Linked DNA regions of Cyprinus carpio: region 2 is linked to region 1. A link is a contact called in public Hi-C data. All regions are on one chromosome and are shown on one strand. Each heading gives the region's core, a stretch centred on a gene start, on an enhancer-like site or on the middle of the called end of the contact. The rest is flanking DNA. Distances are from core to core; before and after follow the strand shown.

What was found. Hi-C and Micro-C count contacts between places; a contact is called where the count stands out from the background.
Region 2: a contact with region 1 is called in a Hi-C map of skeletal muscle, with 6 times the contacts expected there. The contact joins the promoter of LOC109104546 here to the enhancer-like site in region 1. A contact is called at or near these places in 5 of 8 Hi-C or Micro-C datasets (liver and skeletal muscle).

The regions. Positions count from the first base shown.
Region 1 is chrA10:309,861-313,662 of ASM1834038v1, reverse strand. No RefSeq gene overlaps it. Among protein-coding and RNA genes, the nearest start is that of LOC122146368, 34 kb to the left of the region's middle. Within about 2 kb of position 1,917, at least 1 of the 8 cell types and tissues checked has an H3K27ac peak or open chromatin away from gene starts, as enhancers often do. A contact at or near this core is called in skeletal muscle, where this site is marked.
Region 2 is chrA10:354,099-357,900 of ASM1834038v1, reverse strand. It overlaps LOC109104546 (nuclear factor interleukin-3-regulated protein-like), which reads left to right and starts at 1,851. Exons shown (of 2, transcript XM_042764582.1): 1 at 1,851-2,043. It overlaps LOC109089516 (tyrosine-protein kinase transmembrane receptor ROR2-like), which reads left to right. Exons shown (of 9, transcript XM_042764581.1): 9 at 1-768.

The sequences.
Region 1 (3,802 bases), core at 668-3,167:
TATATTTCGCTGGTGAAGGTCTGGATGCTCCTTTAGTTTTTGGGGGTTTGTGAATTGATGTGTATTTTTACTGGAGTGAAGTTGAAATGTGGACTCATCTGAGCACAGCACACATTTCCACTGTCCTTCTGACGATCTGAGATGAGCTCTGGCCAGAGAACCCTGCGGCATCGCTGCACAGAACTGATATGTAACAGAGTAACAGAGATTCAGGATGCATTTATTGAAGCAGCAGCAGACTGTGTTAAGTGACAGTGGTTTTCTGAAGTACTCCTGAGCCCATGTGGCTATATTTCACACCGCAGCATGACGGTTTCTCAAGCGACACATCTGAGGGGTCAAAGGTCACACACATTCAATTGAGGTTTCCTGTCTTGTCCTACACAGACTGAGATTTCTCTGGATTCCCTGAATCTTTTCACAATATTATACATGGTAGTTTGTGAATTCTTTGTGATTTTACATTGTAAAATTGTATTTTTGATTCATTTGAAACTTCTCATGAAATTTGGCACAGAATGATGAGCCATGATCCAGCTTTGCTTGCAAAAAAATGAGATGCTTCTTTTATACCCGGACACGATCCCCTCTCCTATTACAGTAATCACCTGCTTACTGTGAACTGTTTCTAAAACAGTTTAACTTGGATATTCTATAACCTTTCACTTTTATTTTGCCTCTGTCCCAATTTTTTTTGGCATGTGTTACAGCCATCAAAATCAAAATTAGTTTACATGTACAAAATACATTTAAGTTGGTCAGTGAAAACTTTGGAAATCTTTTCTTTGTACTTTTGTCAACTGAATAAAAGTTAAAAAGAATTAACAAATCACAGATTCTTGATTTTATTGCATTTTACAAAATGTCCCAAATTTTCTAGAATTGGGGTTGTTGTAGATAGATAGATAGATAGATAGATAGATAGACAGATAGATATATAGATAGATAGATGCAATATATATTTACAGAATATTTTTTTATTAAAATGTATTTTTGTCGTTAACTCAAAACCTTTGTCCCACAATTTTCTTCAGTATTGATGATGCTTTGTTTTTCTGCTCAGAGAAACGGTTAATGATTGCAGTGATGTCATCTGAAGAGAAAAGCTATTCAGTTTAACTTTATGTGCACATGCAACGGATCTCAGTGAAGATGTGTTGCTCAGCAACCGTACGCAGAAGCGAGGAGTGGGAGTGGACTCTGACTGAGCCAAATGACGCAAACAGCATTTATCATCGCCACACAGCTCTAAACGAGGAGGGGGCAATACAAGTGCACGTTCAATATTTCTGCTAACCTATTCTGGGCGTTCAAAGAAATAAACATGTTTACTGCTGCACAAAGATACTACCTACATGAATAAAATAACATATGTGAGTGTCATCATAGCAACCTTTGGAAACTTCATCACATGTGTGATGATCTGTAATATCCTCTTATTTGCCAAAGTAAACTTTAATCAGAGCAAAACAAGGTAATAAAGCAAGGAGCTAATTGCTAAGAAAATGTGCTAAGGTTTGGAAATCATGGAAATCCAAGCTTGTTGGAAACTCTTATATTGTGAAATCTGGCATACTTAGTCTTCAGTGTTCAATCATCTCTGAAATCTTGAATAATTTAGCTCTCAATGTGACAATTTGATGCTATTTGCCTTGATTAATCTTTAGAGATAGTCTGTTTCCGTACAGCATGAAAGAGTGCAGCAATGTTGTGTGTTTGATTCATGCTGGTAAAAATGTCCAGTATAACTGCATTGGGTAAAAGTATCATCCATCTCAAATTATATAGAATAACGTCTGAACAGATCACTTCTCTCTGGAAGATTATAGGAAGCATAATTGTCTTATTGATTCTTCACAATGGCAATTCAAGAGAAGTACCTATTTATCAGAGCAAAAGTGTTTAGGTGTATAGGTTTCACAGAGATAGCTCATACTCAGGTACATGTGTGAAGCAGTTCACAAACCCGTTCACATTAAACTCACATTCTGAGCTACACATACCCAGGTTGAAAGTTTGAGTTGTTTTTGTGCCTGCAGCTGCTGGCCTAATTTTAGCTGTGGGTCGATGGCTGAGCTCTGGCCGCTCTGATGTAAGATTGAGCCATCACATTAGTCACCTATTGTGCTGAATGCAGCTGGAATCGAATGGTGACCCTCTGGCCGACTTCCAAGCGCCGACACCTAATCCAGTATCTGCTCGTTCACGTGGAGCCCTATTGAAGGCCTGTTTATACAGCCACGAGAGGCCATGAGGTTCATTCATGCACCCATACCCTCGCTTCTGTGTCACTGACAGATTCTCACACTCTTATGGCTTGCAGCAGCTGCTGTGCCGTTCACTCGCCATCAAATAGTTGCATTTTGTCCTGATATAGCGACTAGGACTTCTAGTAAGGATGTTATACAAATACAGCTACTGGTTTCATAACACTGGCCCATTTAATAAGTTGATTGTGATGGTACAAAGTGTACTAAAATTTGATCAGGCAGAGTATCATTGGAATATACAGTAATTAAAAAACATTCAGGGTGGGCGGGAAACAAATGCTCACAGTGTGATTGCACACAGGTAACACATTTAGGTTATAACAACATTGTTTTTAATTGTTTCTAAAACATTGAAATGTCCAGTTTTCCTCTTGTGATTCTAACATTAGCTGAAAATGTGTTACAACGCTCTACTAACTTTATTTTCACCCATAATATACTGTTATTTAAATATTTATTTTTAGAATTTTAAAATGTTCTTGTCGTAATTAGAACGTTATTTAAAGGTTACAAAAAAACATTTCTTAGGCGTTCATCATGGTACAAAATAAATATATAAATAAATAATTCCTAAGGACATTCTGAGAATTTTGTTCTGAGAACGTTCTGAGATTGTTCAAGTAAAAATAACATCATGAGAACGTGTTTTTCTAAGAATGTTCGCTCTCAACATTATGAGACCATCAAATATTGATAAAGATATGGGAATGTCCTATATACATTAAGAACGTTTTGTTTTAACATTTATAGAAACATATTTGCCTATATTAACTTTTAAAAAATATTGTGAGAACGTGAAACGTAAAAGACATGTATTGATATTAAAGGAGGAATGCCTATTCACTTCACCGACTATTAACAGGAGTTTAAAGGGAATCTTGCCACAAATTACGGTGGCCGTGAGGTGCAATACAGATTACAATTATGAAAACAAAATAACAAATTGCAAACGCAAATGCAAATCTAAAAAACTAAATAACAATTCAAAAAACACAAAAAAAATTCATGGCCATCGTAATAAATCAATCATCTAGTATTACTTATTACTTAAGTCAAACATTGAAACCCCATCTATTGTGTTACCGGCCCTCAACAGATCTGGAGCCCATCTACCAGAACAGCGGGCTGTCAGAAGGTCACGAAGCTGTTTCTTCTGTTCGTCTGCCCCCTTGTGCTACAGAATGGTATTGATGCTTTACTTATAATTTTGAAACAAAGTTGGACTACACTTTGTTTCAAAATTACACTACAAAAAAGTTTTGTTAGTTGTGGTACAGAATGGTATTGATGCTTTACTTGTTCGAAACTGTAAATAAATCAAAAATTACTGGAGTGCGTTTTACAAGGAAATACTATTTAATTTTTCTACTTCGAAAATGCATATATAACTCAACGTATTGCTTGCTGCATCTTTGTAATTATTTGTGAAATTTACTAGCAATATCTGAGTGAAAACTGTTTCAGAGTACTTTTTCTTCTCAGGATACAAAACAAGACACACATTTGTAGTGCATGATTACACACATATGTGC
Region 2 (3,802 bases), core at 602-3,101, 44 kb before region 1:
TTGGGTTCCCTCTCGGACTGCCAAATGGCGGTCATCCGCGCAGTTTACCCGTTCCTACAACTGTGTTACCATTGCGCAGTCTGTCTCATTGCCCATTTTCTGATTGCTGCGGATCAGTATGTCCTCAAACAAATCATTTTAGCTCGGTTTTCGATTTGGTATCATACCCTATGCTGAAAAACGCTGTCGCTACTAATACTACGAAACCCCCGCGCATCAATTTATTGGATAGTTATCATCCAATGGGCAGGTACAGTCTTGGGAGCGCATGCACCCGCGGAGCTTATCAGAGGAATAGAAGTTTTGCGAATGGAAATGACTCTGCTCAAACTATGCACGGGCTGCCGGACTACAGAAACACTTTGGTTAACCTGTCGCGTGTTCCCCGCTGTTACAAAGCATCGTCTTCTGAGATGGCACAGGATTGCGCGCGGCAGCCTGGACCGATCGGAGCCGCGCATGAAGGCGAAATGCCAGCAAACGCGGCAGAACTAACACGCCAACGACAAGCGACCACGCAGCCGGTTCTGCTTCCACACAAACTGCGCTACAAAGGTGGAAACGCAAGGTTTGCATCCGCGAGCTTTTCATCGTAATGGAAACCACGCGAGACAGACCATGCGTTTATATCATCGTTACAGAGGTGTTACTGGCTGTCACAGAAAGATTGTCATTTTATTGCATTTGTTTAATTGCTAAATCACTTACATTGCACTGTGAATCTTTAGTTGTAATACCTCCTAAATAAAGGTATTGTTTCTGCACAAATGAGTACTTTCTTCTCGACTCTGAACATCATGCATCTTAATTTCAAAATGCATATAAATGTTATGAGGGAAAAGTCGGTGTATTTTCTTACTGGTATAAGCTTATGTTAAGTGTAGGCTGTATTTTATCAGAACATTGTTTCTGACTGTGCACTTGAAACCGGTTTCTTTTCCACAGGGTGGCGCACCCGCACACTTCTTATTTAATGTAGGTCATCTTGAGCGCCACGTTGTGCAACTCCTTTAGTTTTAGGTTACATCACATCCACACCTGTTATATCATGACCATTAGACAACCATAAATTACATGTGACTTATGCTGACGATTTCATAATACACACACACACACACACACACATATATATCAAACTAGTTTTAGTTTTGGAAAAAAGCATACCGCGGTCATTGAGTTCACAAGAGAGAATCACAAATTGGAACTGATTTAATATTAGTGTGCTCGTGTCCTTTAAACGAGGTAATAATGCATAACACCATTTATGTAAGCCATTCTGCTGCAAACCTCTCCCTATTTCTTTGAATACCAAGTGGCTTCATTTCTCTGAAAAATGAGATGTGTCTGTTGATATTTTGATAACATATTTTTCATTCATATCTGAAGTAATTAAAATTAGACGGGTAATAGTTATAATAATCGCTATATACTTAGGGTTTTTTCATTTCTATATCAAGATTACGACAGTTATTATAATAATACCAGTTCTTCTTCTACATGCAACATCAATAATAATAATAAAACACTGTACAGTCATTGTTAAATATATATTCATGTAATGTTTGACATGAAGACATTTCAAGATATTCTGAAAGTTTCTAGATTTAGAAAGTTTCAGTGTCAGCATTTTTAAAATAAAAAATAAACTTTTTAAAGGTAGCCGACGAGGTTTTCCTCAACTGTACTTCGGACTCCCCATTATGTATATTACTGTTCATACTTACCGAGTCGTTATTGCTCATGTGAGACAGACTGCTATTAATGAGATGTGTTTTATTGGCTCAAATCGGAAGATGCTGTATTTTGATTGGTCGAGAGATGTGCCGGTCAATGCACGCTGCCAGTACTCTTCTGTAGTGACCTACTAACACAGATCCATGAGGCAGCAGCACTGACTCCGGCAGGAAAACGCGCAGGAGGAACACAAGTATCATTTTCAGATGGGATGTTATTACTGCTGATGAAACACTTCTGGTCGCTTTGAATGGTTTCATGCACGTTATTTATCCCGGACCTCTATATATTTGGACCTTTGCTTAAGAGGTAACTGCTTTCTTCTTTTACCGTGAAGCATAACGTTACATGAACGGATAACGTTAGGGCTCGTTTGGGGTGTTTCAACCGGTAGCCGGTATAACAGATTAATACAGTAAGGCAACTTTCAGCGTGGTCTGTGTTCAGCATTATATCAGCGCAGACATATTTTCGTGTTTAACCTAAACGCTTATGGATTATAAATTCTTATGCAGTGCCGCACATTATGATATTTGTGAAAATAACATTATAATATGGGCACTGGGAGACGGGGTGGCTATATTCATCTGGCTGGGTGTATCAGGCTCTCGGGTCAATACATAATACATTTAGACCTTATGCAGTTTAATTTAAATATTGAAATATATTAGCCTACATAGATTTGTGAATTTTACGTTTTACATTCGTATTGAAATTTGTGACATGCATTTGCTCTAATAATAGGCTAAATGTTAATAAATCGTACATAATATTCAGTTTATCCCCGAACGCTTGTGTGCGTTTATTGTGTAACACTGATCATCTTACAGTCCTTGCACAATTACGGAAGCTGGGACACTTCTGACAAGACCGCAGCGGCACTTGTAACGAGCTGTTGTCTAATGCCCAGCGATAACTGATATTTATCTTTAATATATCGCTAAGGTGAATGTTTCACGCGCACCGATCAGACTGTCCTGAGTGTCTGTGTCGGGATGGGGTGAATGCATTAAAGGCCTGTCAAATAACAACACAGCAAGGGTATGATGTGTGTGTGTGCGCGCGCGCGCATTTGCATTGGAGGTAGTACTGTTTTATACCCCATTTAAAACCCGATTTAAGTGTAAAGTGTAACTTTATTATAGCCATCTTTTTATTATTCCTTGGAGACGCAGCCATGGTTGAATCCCCAAACCACAACGCTCACTCTAAATGCAATCTCTGTTAGACTTTCTGAATTAATGTTCACTATAGCTGAAAGAAAACAAGCCTTTTCATGTTAGTCTAGTTGCGAATACTGTATTTTCCGAGCGCGCTTTCATCGGTTGATTCGTCTCGGTTCAGCCACGTGTGATGAAGCTGGCTGCTCGCGTTCCTTTGTTCTGCGCGGCAGTCTGCGCCTGTACTGGAGCTGTCTGTGTTTACAATCTGTTCATAGTGTTGAGATCGAAGTTACTACGGAAAACTTGAGTTTATGAGCATAGGCAGCTTTAGCTGAGGTAACTCCAGCGGTTTGATTCGCACGTTGAAGGTCAGGTCATGTAATCACGACCACATTATAAATGCGTTTAAAGCGTGAGCTGTCGCAATACTTTGAGCACGCAACCCGTGACATAATGGGGCAGAGCATAATTTGAAGATACTGTACGTTATAATAGTCACGTTTCGATTTACGTGACGTCAGCAGCATGTAAAACTTTGTATATTTCCTGTCCGTCTTTTTAAAAATAGAAACACTGTGCACACTGTTACTGTTCGCCAAAAATAATTTTCCCTGATGATAATATTCAGGAAATCCCGTCCTGTGTGCTTTCTATCGGCTGTTTATGATCAGAACTAGAGATGCCAGACCGCAAATGAATCACTAAAGTCGCAAAAACATCTGAGATTGGCGATTTATTCTGACACTTCACTGACACACACACACACACACACACACACACACACACAGTGATATGATACTTTATAAGACAGGAAACAAAAAGAGCGCTGGATGAGATGGAGATTTACATAAATATAGCTAGGTAGATGATTTACCAGTTGTAGTCCGTTACTTATTACAGATTAC